Linked DNA regions of Pan troglodytes: region 1 is linked to region 2. A link is a contact called in public Hi-C data. All regions are on one chromosome and are shown on one strand. The core of a region is the stretch at or near the end of the contact, and the rest is flanking DNA. Distances in the headings are between cores, read along the strand shown. Region 1 holds the start of FST (follistatin). Region 2 overlaps ARL15 (ADP ribosylation factor like GTPase 15).

Region 1 (6,079 bases), core at 948-3,447, 520 kb before region 2:
CCTAACTTAAAAAGAAGCTGTGTCTCTTGCTGCCATTAAAAGACAGGGTAGGGGGAAAAAGTCAAGTAACAATACTTGTTAGCTTCTCTTTCCTTTAACTTATCCTTGGGCAGGGGTGGGGGAACCTTTAAGCAGAGAAAACAAACTTTCCCTCCAGCACATCATTGTATAAGGACTATACCATTTCTCTGAATAAAGAAGAAATAAATTCAGCTTTGGAACTCTGCCATTGAGTGGCGGCTCCTGCAAAGGGGACAGTTTGCTATTAATTGTTAATGTCGTCTGCCATTAGAGGGCACTAAACAACTCTACATTAATGAGTTGGAGGGAAGAGAGAAAAGGAGACTGGAAAAGAAAGAGAGGGAGAAAAGGGAGGGAGAGTACGGGTAGAGTCTGGGTAGAGGGAGGGAAGGAGAGAAGAGGGGAAGGAGTAGGGGAAAGAGAGCAGAGGGAATGGGTTGGAGGACTGGAGGGAAAGGGAGAAGGGGAGAGAGACAGCGAGACAGAAACAGACAGAATGATTCTGGAAAGATTAAGAAGGATGTGGAGCCCCCACAGCCGTCTGAAGTTAGCAAAAAGCCAGTCTCCCCCGGGCCGCCCGAGCCCCTCCCCTCCCGTCCTCATGACGGTAATTATAAAGCGAAAAGCGGCGGCGAGGTCACCCGTTTTTACCAGCCTGCTGCACCGAATGCGCGCGGTGCAGGTGCGGCGGCCGCGGGGCTTTGTGATTCATGCCCACTTTCAAAGGGGGGCTTGGGCCCGTCTGAGAGGCACCCAAACAACTGTCTTCTAATATTAGCACGGCTGTATTTCGGGATCTATTATAGTCTGTCCAGACAGATCCCATTGTAATGGGATCTTTTATTAAAAGATTAGCACTATCTCCTGCAGTTGGTGGAAAAAAATCTGTTATCACTGAGTTATTTGCAGTTGTGGAGGGGGGAAGGTTGATGGAAGATGGGGGGTGGGAGGGCTAGAGGAGGACTGGAGGAGGGTCTGGCGGGGGGAGGGCAGTTGCAGGGGGGGAAGAAGGGCAGATTTGAAATTCGTAGAACAAATCCCAGTGACCTGCGAATGTCCAAGAATTTTGTCTGCATACTTCGCTATCTGTTGTCCTTCGGGCTTCAGATGCGAAAAGAACAAATTTAAAAGGCAGCTTTGGAATAAACAATATAGCATTTTCCGTGAAGTAATCGTTTTATATAAAAGGAAATATCGCCTCCTCAGTTTCATTCAGCGGTGCCAAAAATGTTATAAATGAGAGACCCGCCAACTTTCAGCGAAGAATGCCAGGCACTGTACTTAATAAACTGAGGCTACAGAAGTTCATTATGGATGTTGCAATCTTTTTTATTCCGCGAAAAGAGAGAAGACGAGACAGAAAGAGAGAGAGATTGGAGCCGAGGAGACTGAGAGACAGACAGAGGCACACAGGACAGAAACTGGGGAGTCTCCAGGCGGGAGAGGAAGGGGGGCCAGACCGCCTACGTCGGCGCCCCCGCTCCGGGCTCCGACTCCAGACGCCGCGAAGTGAAAGGGGAGAAAAGAAAGGGAGAGGGCGAGGCTGTGCCGCGGGGAGACCGGGCCTGAGGTGTTAAACATTTTTGTTTGCTTCCGACTAGTCCAGACGAAGGGCCGCGTCTCGGTAGCGCTCTGCCAGGGTGGAAGGTGCCGGGGCCGGGGTTCCTAGCAACACCTCTGGGCTGGGGGTGGCTGCAAAGTCAGGCGCTCACAGACCCAGACACAAAACCTCGCGGGTCCCGCGCCCAGGCTGCGGGTGCCCGGAACCGCCGCGAGGCCGGCGCGCTCCGACCCGACCCGGGGCGGGATATTTGGGCAGCCCGGGGCTCTCCGGCCGTTTGCAAAAGTCTCTTTGGAGCGGAGGAGAGGCAGCACGGAGACAAACTCCCGGGTTCCCCCCGCTCCCCCCGCCACCGCCTCCAGCGCCCCCACCGCGCCCTCCCTCTCACACTCGCGCGCGCGCGCACACACACTCACACACACACACACACTCACACACACACCCGCCACCCCGGGCGCGCCGGCGCTGCCGGCGAGCGGCGGCGAGCAGGACTTGAAGTGGGTGTTCTTCCCCACTCCCCACCCCCGACGCGTAGCCCCCAACCCCCGCCCCGGTCGCCTTCCCCCTCCCTCTCGCTCCTACGCAAATAAGAACTCGACGATTCCCCTCCAGCCGTTTTGATTTCGGGCACCTCCGAAAGATAATTGGGAAGGGTTTCCAGAAGGTGGGAAATGTCACCTGATTCACACTGAACTTTTGAAAGCTCCCCACCCCCAAGGAGCCGCGCACACACTCGCTCGCGGCCGCCCTCCCACAGCCCCACACACTGGGAGACCGCCCACCGCAAACCGCGGAGACCCCCGTCTAGATTTAAAGCGCGGCTGCGCCCGGCTTCTGACGTCCATTGAATCGCGCGGGCGGCCGGCGGCGAGCGCGGGGCTGCGCCGGGATCGCTGCGCCCTCCGCCGCTGGCCTCTGCGACGCGCGCCGCTCGCCCGAGCCACCCGCCGCCGCGCCGGCTCCCCGCGCCGCTGCGCTCCTCGCCCCGCGCCTGCCCCCAGGATGGTCCGCGCTAGGCACCAGCCGGGTGGGCTTTGCCTCCTGCTGCTGCTGCTCTGCCAGTTCATGGAGGACCGCAGTGCCCAGGGTAAGCGAGTGGGGATGCGCTGGGGAGGCTTGGCTGAGGACAGGGGGGTCGACTTTTCTGTGGTCTCCACTTGGTCTGTTCTGAGCAACGCTGCTCTCGAAAGATGTTGAACCAACTTGGGGACTCCGGGATGGAGAGGAGTGGGAAAATTGTAGGCAATGACACTTTAGGACTGGGAACTGAGTTTGGAGCTCGGTTATCTTGAAAAAGGAAAGGGAGCGAGCTGGGGTCTTAGTAGTTAGGGTTAGATGCTCCAAGTTCTGGCCATGATAACTTTAGATGTGATCTCCTCTGTTTGGCTCTGAAGAAGGGAACAAGTATCAGTAGTAGCCTGGAGATTTCAGTCGACCCATTTGCAGTCTCATCTCTCTCCCTCCCACATCTTTTGGATACTTAAAAAAAAAAAAAAAAAAGGAAAGAAAGAAAAGAAAACCTGGGGGTTTGGGGGAGAGATACTGAATTTTATTTGGTGGCTGGGGGACGTGGTTCCAGAAACTTTGCCCAAACTTGGAAATGTGGGTGCTGAAGATTTTCAAGGGAAGTAGCTTTCTGCCTAGTGGATGCTTCTTCCAACCCCATCCCCCATTCTCGCAAAAAAAAAAAAAAAAAAAAAAAAAAAAAAAGCCAAATTATTACCCCAAAGTGCTTTGAGCACTTTACAGTTTTTTTCCCCTCTGCCTCATTCTTCTTTCTGACACTTAGCTTTCTGTAAAACAGTGAGCAGCCCATAACTGACTTAAATTCTGAAATGGGTTAAGAGCAAATTTCTGAAGCTTGCCTTTTAAAAATAGATTTGTTTATTTCAATTAGTCTTTGGGCAGAATGTTTAAAATAATAATAGCAGCTTGCGATCCAATGATTGTTAAAGTCATATTGGTGATTCATGAGAAGTCTTCTCGACCCAAATCCGAACATTAAAAAGGGGGAAGAGGGAGAAATCACTTGCAAATATTTCTTGCTAGGTATGAGATAGGTACTTATAACCGTGAAATGGTAGGAAGACTCCCCCCTCCCCCCACCTTAAGGCATTACTTTCCCTGCTTCAGCGTTAACATTTTAAGTATGTTGTAAACTGCCCTCCTGGGCACTGCCCCTCGCCGTCTGCATGGCACTGCGCTGGGTTGCCCGCCTTTAGGGGAGAGGCTCTGCCTGGTGCCCGGACGTGGGCGCGGAGGAAAGCAGCCCTCGGAGATTTCGAAAGATCGCGGTGGCCGCGGGCGTGCTCCGGTCTGGCGGATTGCAAAACGGGCCCGTCGGGCTGGCTGCGCCTGGAGGCCGCGCGGAGTAGCTCCGGGCTGGGCCGGGTCGCTTTCTTGCTTTCATTTTTCAGAAGTGCCTTTTGCTTGATCTGTTTCTCTCTCTCTCTCTTTCTTTCTTTTCTTTCTTCCTCTCTCTCTTTCTTTCTTCCTTTTTTCCTTTCTTTCTCTTTCTTTTCTTTCTTTCTCTTCTTTCTTTTCTTTCTTTCTCTTTCCTTCTCCCTCTCTCTCCCCTCCATCTCTCCTCTCTCCTCTCTCTCGTTCTCTTACTTTCTTAACCCCTGTCACAAATAATTCCTGTACCCGCCTACATGAAACCAGCATGTAAAAACATCCGTCGCACCCTGTTTTTGTCAGGTTCTTTAATCTGCTCTTCGAGTCTCTGCAGGTTATGAAATGGGACGAATAAAAGTAAACAGTCTAGTAAAAGTCAATGCAAGCTGCACGTGTTGTGTCTGGGTCACTGGTAACTGACATTGATATGGCTGGGGCGCCCTGTCTTCTCCCTCTCTCCCTCCCTCCCTCTCGCCCACCTCCCATCTCTGTGATCAGGGCTTCCCCCCCACTGCCTTCTTTTTCCACCCCTCCACCCCTTTCGATTTATTTCCTACTTTTCTCCCGCGTCTCTCTCACTTCCCCTCCTCCACGCTCACCCCCTCCCCATTCCCGCCGGGTCTCCTTCGCTAGCCACCTTGCTCTCCCTGCCCTGCCACCGCTCACTGCTCACTCACCCACCTCCCCACCCTTGTCTCTTCACAGCTGGGAACTGCTGGCTCCGTCAAGCGAAGAACGGCCGCTGCCAGGTCCTGTACAAGACCGAACTGAGCAAGGAGGAGTGCTGCAGCACCGGCCGTCTGAGCACCTCGTGGACCGAGGAGGACGTGAATGACAACACACTCTTCAAGTGGATGATTTTCAACGGGGGCGCCCCCAACTGCATCCCCTGTAAAGGTAGGACTCCTTCTTCCCGACTTGCAGGCCCTCAGTAGAGGGCGTCTTACCCTTAGCTTCCCCGCTACCTGACTGGGGTTTGGGAGTAGGAGAGCTTTGTTCCTGGGCTTCCCCTTCCTGTCCCTTGCCCTGGTAAGCCGTGCAGACTCTAATTCTGCCTGTTACAGGCTGTAGGGAATACACGCCAGACTTCTTAGCCAAGTGTGGTGGTGAAACCCACCAACCTGTGCTCCTTAATGAGAGAGATCTGGGTGTGGGGCACAGCCCAAGGTCCACACTCTTTCACCAACTCCCAATATTCCAGGAGAGAGTCTGGGGCCCCTCCAGCGCAAACTCAGGGCTGCATGATTGCGCAAGGCACCCGAAGCCCTCCTGGCTGACCTGCAGACTGCCTGGCTCTGGTTTTAATCCATGCCTGTTTCCAACTCACAGAAACGTGTGAGAACGTGGACTGTGGACCTGGGAAAAAATGCCGAATGAACAAGAAGAACAAACCCCGCTGCGTCTGCGCCCCGGATTGTTCCAACATCACCTGGAAGGGTCCAGTCTGCGGGCTGGATGGGAAAACCTACCGCAATGAATGTGCACTCCTAAAGGCAAGATGTAAAGAGCAGCCAGAACTGGAAGTCCAGTACCAAGGCAGATGTAAAAGTAGGTCCTACCCTGTTGAGCAAGACTGGATCTGTCCCCTCCTCCAGCTTTGTACCTAAAGTAGACCCTCTAGAAGACCCTTGGGGGATGGTGTAGTCCGCAGTAAGAGCCTGATAATAGTAATACTGAAACCAAATAAAGGAGTCCTTTTCTAACCTCTAGAGATTCATTAAGAACACTGAGGGGACCAACCTAGAGTCATAGATTCTCTCTTGAAAACTACAGGGCTCCCAAAGTGCCTTTTGAAAGCTGGATGCTTCAGTGTCATGATTTCCTTGGTAACTTCAAGTGCTCACCCCCTAAGGACTAGAAGGTACCTATTCATGTGTGTTTCCTTCTTTGTTCCAGAGACTTGTCGGGATGTTTTCTGTCCAGGCAGCTCCACATGTGTGGTGGACCAGACCAATAATGCCTACTGTGTGACCTGTAATCGGATTTGCCCAGAGCCCGCTTCCTCTGAGCAATATCTCTGTGGGAATGATGGAGTCACCTACTCCAGTGCCTGCCACCTGAGAAAGGCTACCTGCCTGCTGGGCAGATCTATTGGATTAG
Region 2 (5,761 bases), core at 1,487-3,986:
AGTGTTTCAATGAGGATGCTCCTGGCATTTAAGATATGATAATTCTCCCTTTTCGGGGGTTGGCCTTGTCCTGGCATTCCTGGCCCCTGCCCACAAAATGCTAGCAGTGACCCCAGTTATAGTGATAATCAGAATATTCCCATACGTTCCCCAAAGTCCCCTAGGCAAGAAAAGTACTTTCTCCAGTTGGAAACCACTGACCCAAAGAGTCTCTAGCTTAAAACAGAAACAAAAACAGAATAAGGGTGAAATGTGCTAAAGCCTCATTATGTGGTTTTAAAAAGCAGGGGTGGTTGAGTGTTCCTGAATAACTGTATATAACTTTACTTCCTTGTCTTTCAGTTTATTTGTAAAAGGTTTGCCTCCTGGGGGTTCATACATTATCAATAATTCTCATTGGCTTCTTCAGAGGAGGATGTTCAGGCAGATGTTCAGGAGGATGTTCAGCTAGATGGGTGAGCAAAAAACCCAGTTTTCTTATACTTTTAGTTAAACTCAGCTCTGCCGCCTAGCTGGGGACAATGGCAAGGGAAATCAGATTGCAGACTAGTGTCTCCTGGGACTAATCTGACATTTATGAGGGGAGCCTCTGGTTGAAGAAATGCGAGTACCAGAACAGAGCTGATGCATGTGTGATCATACTCAACATTAGAACACCCCTTCAGGCTGGGTGCAGTGGCTCACACCTGTAATCCCAACACTTTGGGAGACTGAGGCGGGTAGATCATCTGAGGTCTGGAGTTCAAGACCAGCTTGGCCAGCATGGCGAAACTCCGTCTCCACTAAAAATACAAAAATTAGCTGGGCACGGTGGTGCACATCTGTAATCCCAGCTACTTGGGAGGCTGAAGCACGAGAATTGCTTGAACCCGGGAGGCGGAGGTTGCAGTGCACTGAGATCACACCACTGCACTCCAGCCTGGGTGACAGAGTGAGACTGTCTCATAAAAAAAAAAAAAAGAGAGAACACCCCTTCAGCTTGTGACAAGCAGCTAACATCTAGGTCTATATGGCAAATGTTTTTCTTTTGCTACCTAAAAATAGGTTTCTGAGGCTGGTTAGGAGAAAGTCCCCTAGGTAGGAATGGTATTGTCTCTAGTTAGAGACTACTGATCCAAAGAGACCCTAGATAAAAAGAGAATAATGGTAGGCTAACACCTTACACCTGTACCTTACGCCTGAAGGCAGAAGGGAGCAGGAGCACTGGGATGGACACAGGCCCAACATATCTAAAATTATAATCTTCCTATTTTTACAGATGGGAAGAAAGAGTTCTGAGATGTTGGATGACTTGCAGACATTCTGTGCAGTTTAATAAACCTTCCTTCTCCTGTATCGTACAGCAAGATCTCTTTCCAACATTACTACCTCAATAGGGTGAACAATACATTTCTCATCTACCATTTGACAAATTTATGCTGAAATGCAATTCGTTTGCTGAACCTTGGAAAACAACTCAACAAAGTTCTGTCCTTTACATTATAAATCCAGTTCACAAAAACCTTTCAAACTTTTTTCTCCAAATAATCTGTCTTCTTCTTTATGTCCTGAGCTCAGAAGAGTTCCCTAATCTGAGCTCCTCAACTCTGGTCTCTTCATTCTTCATTTCTTGATATGTGCCCACTACTAAGAGTTGTCTTTGTTTATCACTCTAGCCACAGCATTCAAAATCTCCAAGCAGTAGACAGTCTCTCTGCTGCCCTATCAATCTCTTTTCCTAACTATTTCTTAAAAACCAAATTAAGGGTACCTTTTATTTCCTGATGAATAGCAGGCCTTCCCACACCACTTCTTGTTTCACTCTCCCTAAATCCTCATCACCTGATAATTTTCAATAATGATCCAAATGGCAACAGACTACATCATCTCAGCACCATAGCATGAGAGAATGAAGGGGACCTTGGAGGTCATTTGATTAACTGGATAAAAAGTGTTCTCTAAGAAACTTTTCAGATTCTTCAGTGGGCATCCAGGAGCAGGATGAAGGAGGTGGATGGGGAAGGGGGCAGCAAGCAGAATTTATGGTCCTCACCTCCAATTTAGCCAGAACAATTCCACTTTAATCTGTTTCTCTAATTATGCTAAGTACAATTTTATTTTAAAAAGAAAATAAAAAGAGGGACGCTTTGGAAATCTCCACTTAAAAAAAAGAAATGTAAAACCACTAATCTATTTCCCACCATGCTGAGTCCTTTAAAAAGAGCCTGATGTAAACTTTGCAAAAATTTGTGATTAGCAAAGGGTCTTTAAAATGCCTAGTCTCTTAGTAATCATAATCCCTCACCTTAAACACTGGCCTGCACCACCAAGAAAAGAGAAAATGTGATTTACTGATGGATGTGCTGGGAGAGGAAGAAAGAGACTCATGTTTGACTGCTGATTTTCCCATTAGCTAGCGGCTAAGCCACTTAACCTCCTCATGCCTCAGTTTCCTTGCCTGCAGAATGAGAGCTGGGCTCTACTCAGGCATTTTCTAGCTCCAAAATTCTGGGTTCTATGAACCAGATTTTTGTGAGGGGGACTGAGCCCTATTTCTCTCGCTTTCCCCATCTCTTGAATAATGTATCGTTCTTTTCCAAAGGAGAAGTGTCCAGGGACATCAGGAAAAAAAAAAAAAAAAAGCTTTCATCCAATCTAACACCAGGACTAATGGAATGTTTACAGACAGACTGGCTGGCCTCAGCCCTTTAGTTTCTCCCCTTTTATCTTTCTAATCCTCCTTTCAATGTGTCACCCCTCACATCTCTTTCCTTCCTTCTTAGCTCTGCTCAAATTTAGCATACCTTTAAGTGGCTACTGTATACAAGGCACTGCGGTTCAGCACTTGGGTTATATAAAGATGAATAAGGCACAGCCCTGCACAGAAAGGGACTTCTGTAAGGAGGACAACTCTGGCAGAAACATAAAGGGAAGGTTAGAGATGCAAAAGAATAAAAGTGGAATATTTACATAAGAGATGAGGGCATGAAAAGTCTTTGAGAACTAACTGGGAGGTGGGAGAGAAGCCGTTCAATATTAATTCAGTGAATCAATCAGCTTGTTACTTACTGAGCTGTGTTCCAGGCACTGTACTACATGCAGCAGTTACAAAATGAAAAGGCCTGGTCTCTGCTTATGGTCTAAAAAGGAGAGACAGACATGGGAATTGGGTTTGGTGCCAATGAGAACCAGGGCAACACCAACCAAAAGAGGGACGTCCCAAATAGCAGACATGAGTGGGAGGAGACAGAATAAGTAAACTCCCACTGGAATAAGGAATTTATTTAACATGACGATGCTGAAGGGATGTGGGGGCTAATGGGGCATTGGTGCATTCACATTAAGCACACTCAGAGGAACATTTGGATCTGGAGTCAGAAGACAGAGACATCAACACTGAGATGTTGTCAAGAGTGGGGCCAGGAAGTGGAAGAAATCTCGTAGGTAGAAAGAACAGAGAATAAAGAGAAGGCTGTAGGACCAACATTCGGTAAGTGTCTATACTCACGGAATAGAGAGGAAAAGAAAACTGAGTGAAGAAGACAGTGAAAGGAAATGTAGGAAAACAAGTAGGCATGTGCAATGCTAAAATAAGCTCAGGAAGAAGGGAACTTCAAACGAAAAGAAATGTTCAAAAATAAGTGGAAGGCCGGGCGTGGTGGCTCACGCCTGTAATCCCAGCACTTTGGGAGGCCGAGGCAGGTGGATCACCTGAGGTCGGCAGTTCAAGACCAGCCTGGCCAACATGGTGAAACCCCGTTCCTGCTAAAAATACAAAAAAATTAGCCAGGTATGGTGGTGCGGGCCTGTAATCCCAGCCACTTGGGAGGCTGAGGCACGGAGAATCACTTGAACCCGGGAGGTGGAGGGTGCAGTGAGCCAAGATCGTGCCACTGCACTCCAACTTGTGCAACAAGAGTGAAACTTCACTTCAAAAAAATAAAAATAAAAATAAATAAATAAATACATAAAGGCTGGGTGCGGTGGCTCACACCTGTAATCCCAGCACTTTGGGAGGCCAAGGTGGGCGGATCACCTGAAGTTGGGAGTTTGAGACCAGCCCGACCAACATGGAGAAACCCCCATCTCTACATGGGCGTGGTGGCACATGCCTGTAATCTCAGCTACTCGGGAGGCTGAGGCAGGAGAATCTCCTGAACCGGGAGGTGGAGGTTGCAGGGAGCCAAGATCACGCCATTGCACTCCAGCCTGGGCAATAAAAGTGAAACTCTGTCTCAAAAATAAAATAAAATAAAATAAAAATAAAAATAAGGAAAAAAAAAAAGGAAGCAGAGAAGGGTGGGGTATAGTAGAGAGAAAAAAATGTCATAAAATTTAGCAGCTAGTTAATAAAAGGCTTTTGAGACAGCAGTTTCACTCATATCTATATTGAGTCCATGAGGGTCTTCCTTAGAAAAAATTGGCAAAAAAGAAAAGCTACACTGCAGACTGATGTATTATAGATTCAAAGAACACTCTTTTCTTTTCCTCTAGTTTTTTTTAAGTTTGGAGGAGGCTCCAGCAAGGCTTTTAGGCCAAGGAAAAGAAATGAATCTGCTACAGATTCTCTCCCCTGCCTATTGTCCAACAAAAAACAAAAACACCAACTCTATGTTAGAAGGTTTCAATCTTTTGAAAACCTTTCTTCTGGTCACTAGCTGCATGTGGGGGTGGTAATCTACATAAATAAATGGACATCACGTCTGCCTGCAATAACGCCTGGATAGACTCTCACCACAACTAGGGTACATCTGGAATAATCAGTGAAATTATACTGAGTGAGGCAAACAGCCACCCTTCAGAAGGGTTGAAACTGAGAAAAAAGGAGAGAATGATGTAACGACTGATGTAGAAAGATGTGTCATAAATATTAAGCCACCTTGGGTACCAAAACCCTGGATGGCAAATCCTGCACTAAAGTTTAACAAATGACCCAGCCTGTCTCTGCGGTACATATAGTATCACTATATTTCTCCAAGTCTGATACTTCCTCTGAGTTTTTCATACCCTAGTCTCTGTCTTCCCTTATGAGAAATAATCCCTGTCCCTAATTCCTAACCAAAAAAAGGGAAATAGATAAAACATATACCTAACAAAACATATCCATTTTGATCTGTACAAACTTGTTCAAATTTCTCTATATAAACCCTTCCTTGAAAAAAGGTTTAGTGCTGACATATTAGATTTCATAGGAATCACCCCTGTACCCAGGGCTGGCCTCATGAGTGTGTGAGGCACTGTGCAGTCGCCTAAGACCCCACTTTCAAAAGGGGCCCAGGCTCAGAAGGGCTCTGGGCTTAGTTTAGTACTCTGCTGTTACTATCTTGAAATTCTTAATAATTTTATCTTTGAATTTGTGTTTTGTAAGTGAAGTCGGATGAGCAGAGGATAAAACTTTATATTTTAGTACTTTTAATGGTACTTTTTGCCCGACTTTGAACAATGGAATTTTTATTTTGCACTATGCCCTGCAAATTATGTAGCCAGCCCTGCCTGCAACCCTCTCCCCCAGAAATGGGTTGTGTGCGCTTAGGTACTAGACTCAGTAATCCACCCTCCCTTTTATTCATTTCCTTGCATTATGTACCTTAATACATTATACACACCTTTGAGGGGAGAGCCACTATCTTTTCCAACTCTTTATCACAAGCTCCCCATATCCTAGTGCCTAACAGAGTGCTAAGGATGCAGAAGGTACTTGATAAATATTTGTAAAGTCAACACCCCACTCTAGTTAGACAATTCTCAACTACTCCATGATGACCACCACTGAACCTTTTCA

Evidence for each region. Hi-C and Micro-C count contacts between places; a contact is called where the count stands out from the background.
Region 1: a Hi-C map of induced pluripotent stem cells shows a contact between it and region 2, with 1.6 times the contacts expected there. The contact joins the promoter of FST here to the enhancer-like site in region 2. A contact is called at or near these places in 1 of 7 Hi-C or Micro-C datasets (induced pluripotent stem cells) and 1 of 1 datasets of contacts at active chromatin or transcription factors (stem cell-derived excitatory neurons).

Annotation. Positions count from the first base shown.
Region 1 is chr4:61,177,646-61,183,724 of NHGRI_mPanTro3-v2.0_pri, reverse strand. It overlaps FST (follistatin), which reads left to right and starts at 2,197. Exons shown (of 6, transcript XM_009449166.5): 1 at 2,197-2,669; 2 at 4,685-4,876; 3 at 5,309-5,527; 4 at 5,876-6,079. The coding sequence starts at 2,585.
Region 2 is chr4:60,659,971-60,665,731 of NHGRI_mPanTro3-v2.0_pri, reverse strand. The region is part of intron 4 of ARL15 (ADP ribosylation factor like GTPase 15); the gene reads right to left. Among named protein-coding and RNA genes, the nearest start is that of MIR581, 47 kb to the left of the region's middle. Within about 2 kb of position 2,736, at least 3 of the 24 cell types and tissues checked have an H3K27ac peak or open chromatin away from gene starts, as enhancers often do. A contact at or near this core is called in induced pluripotent stem cells, where this site is marked.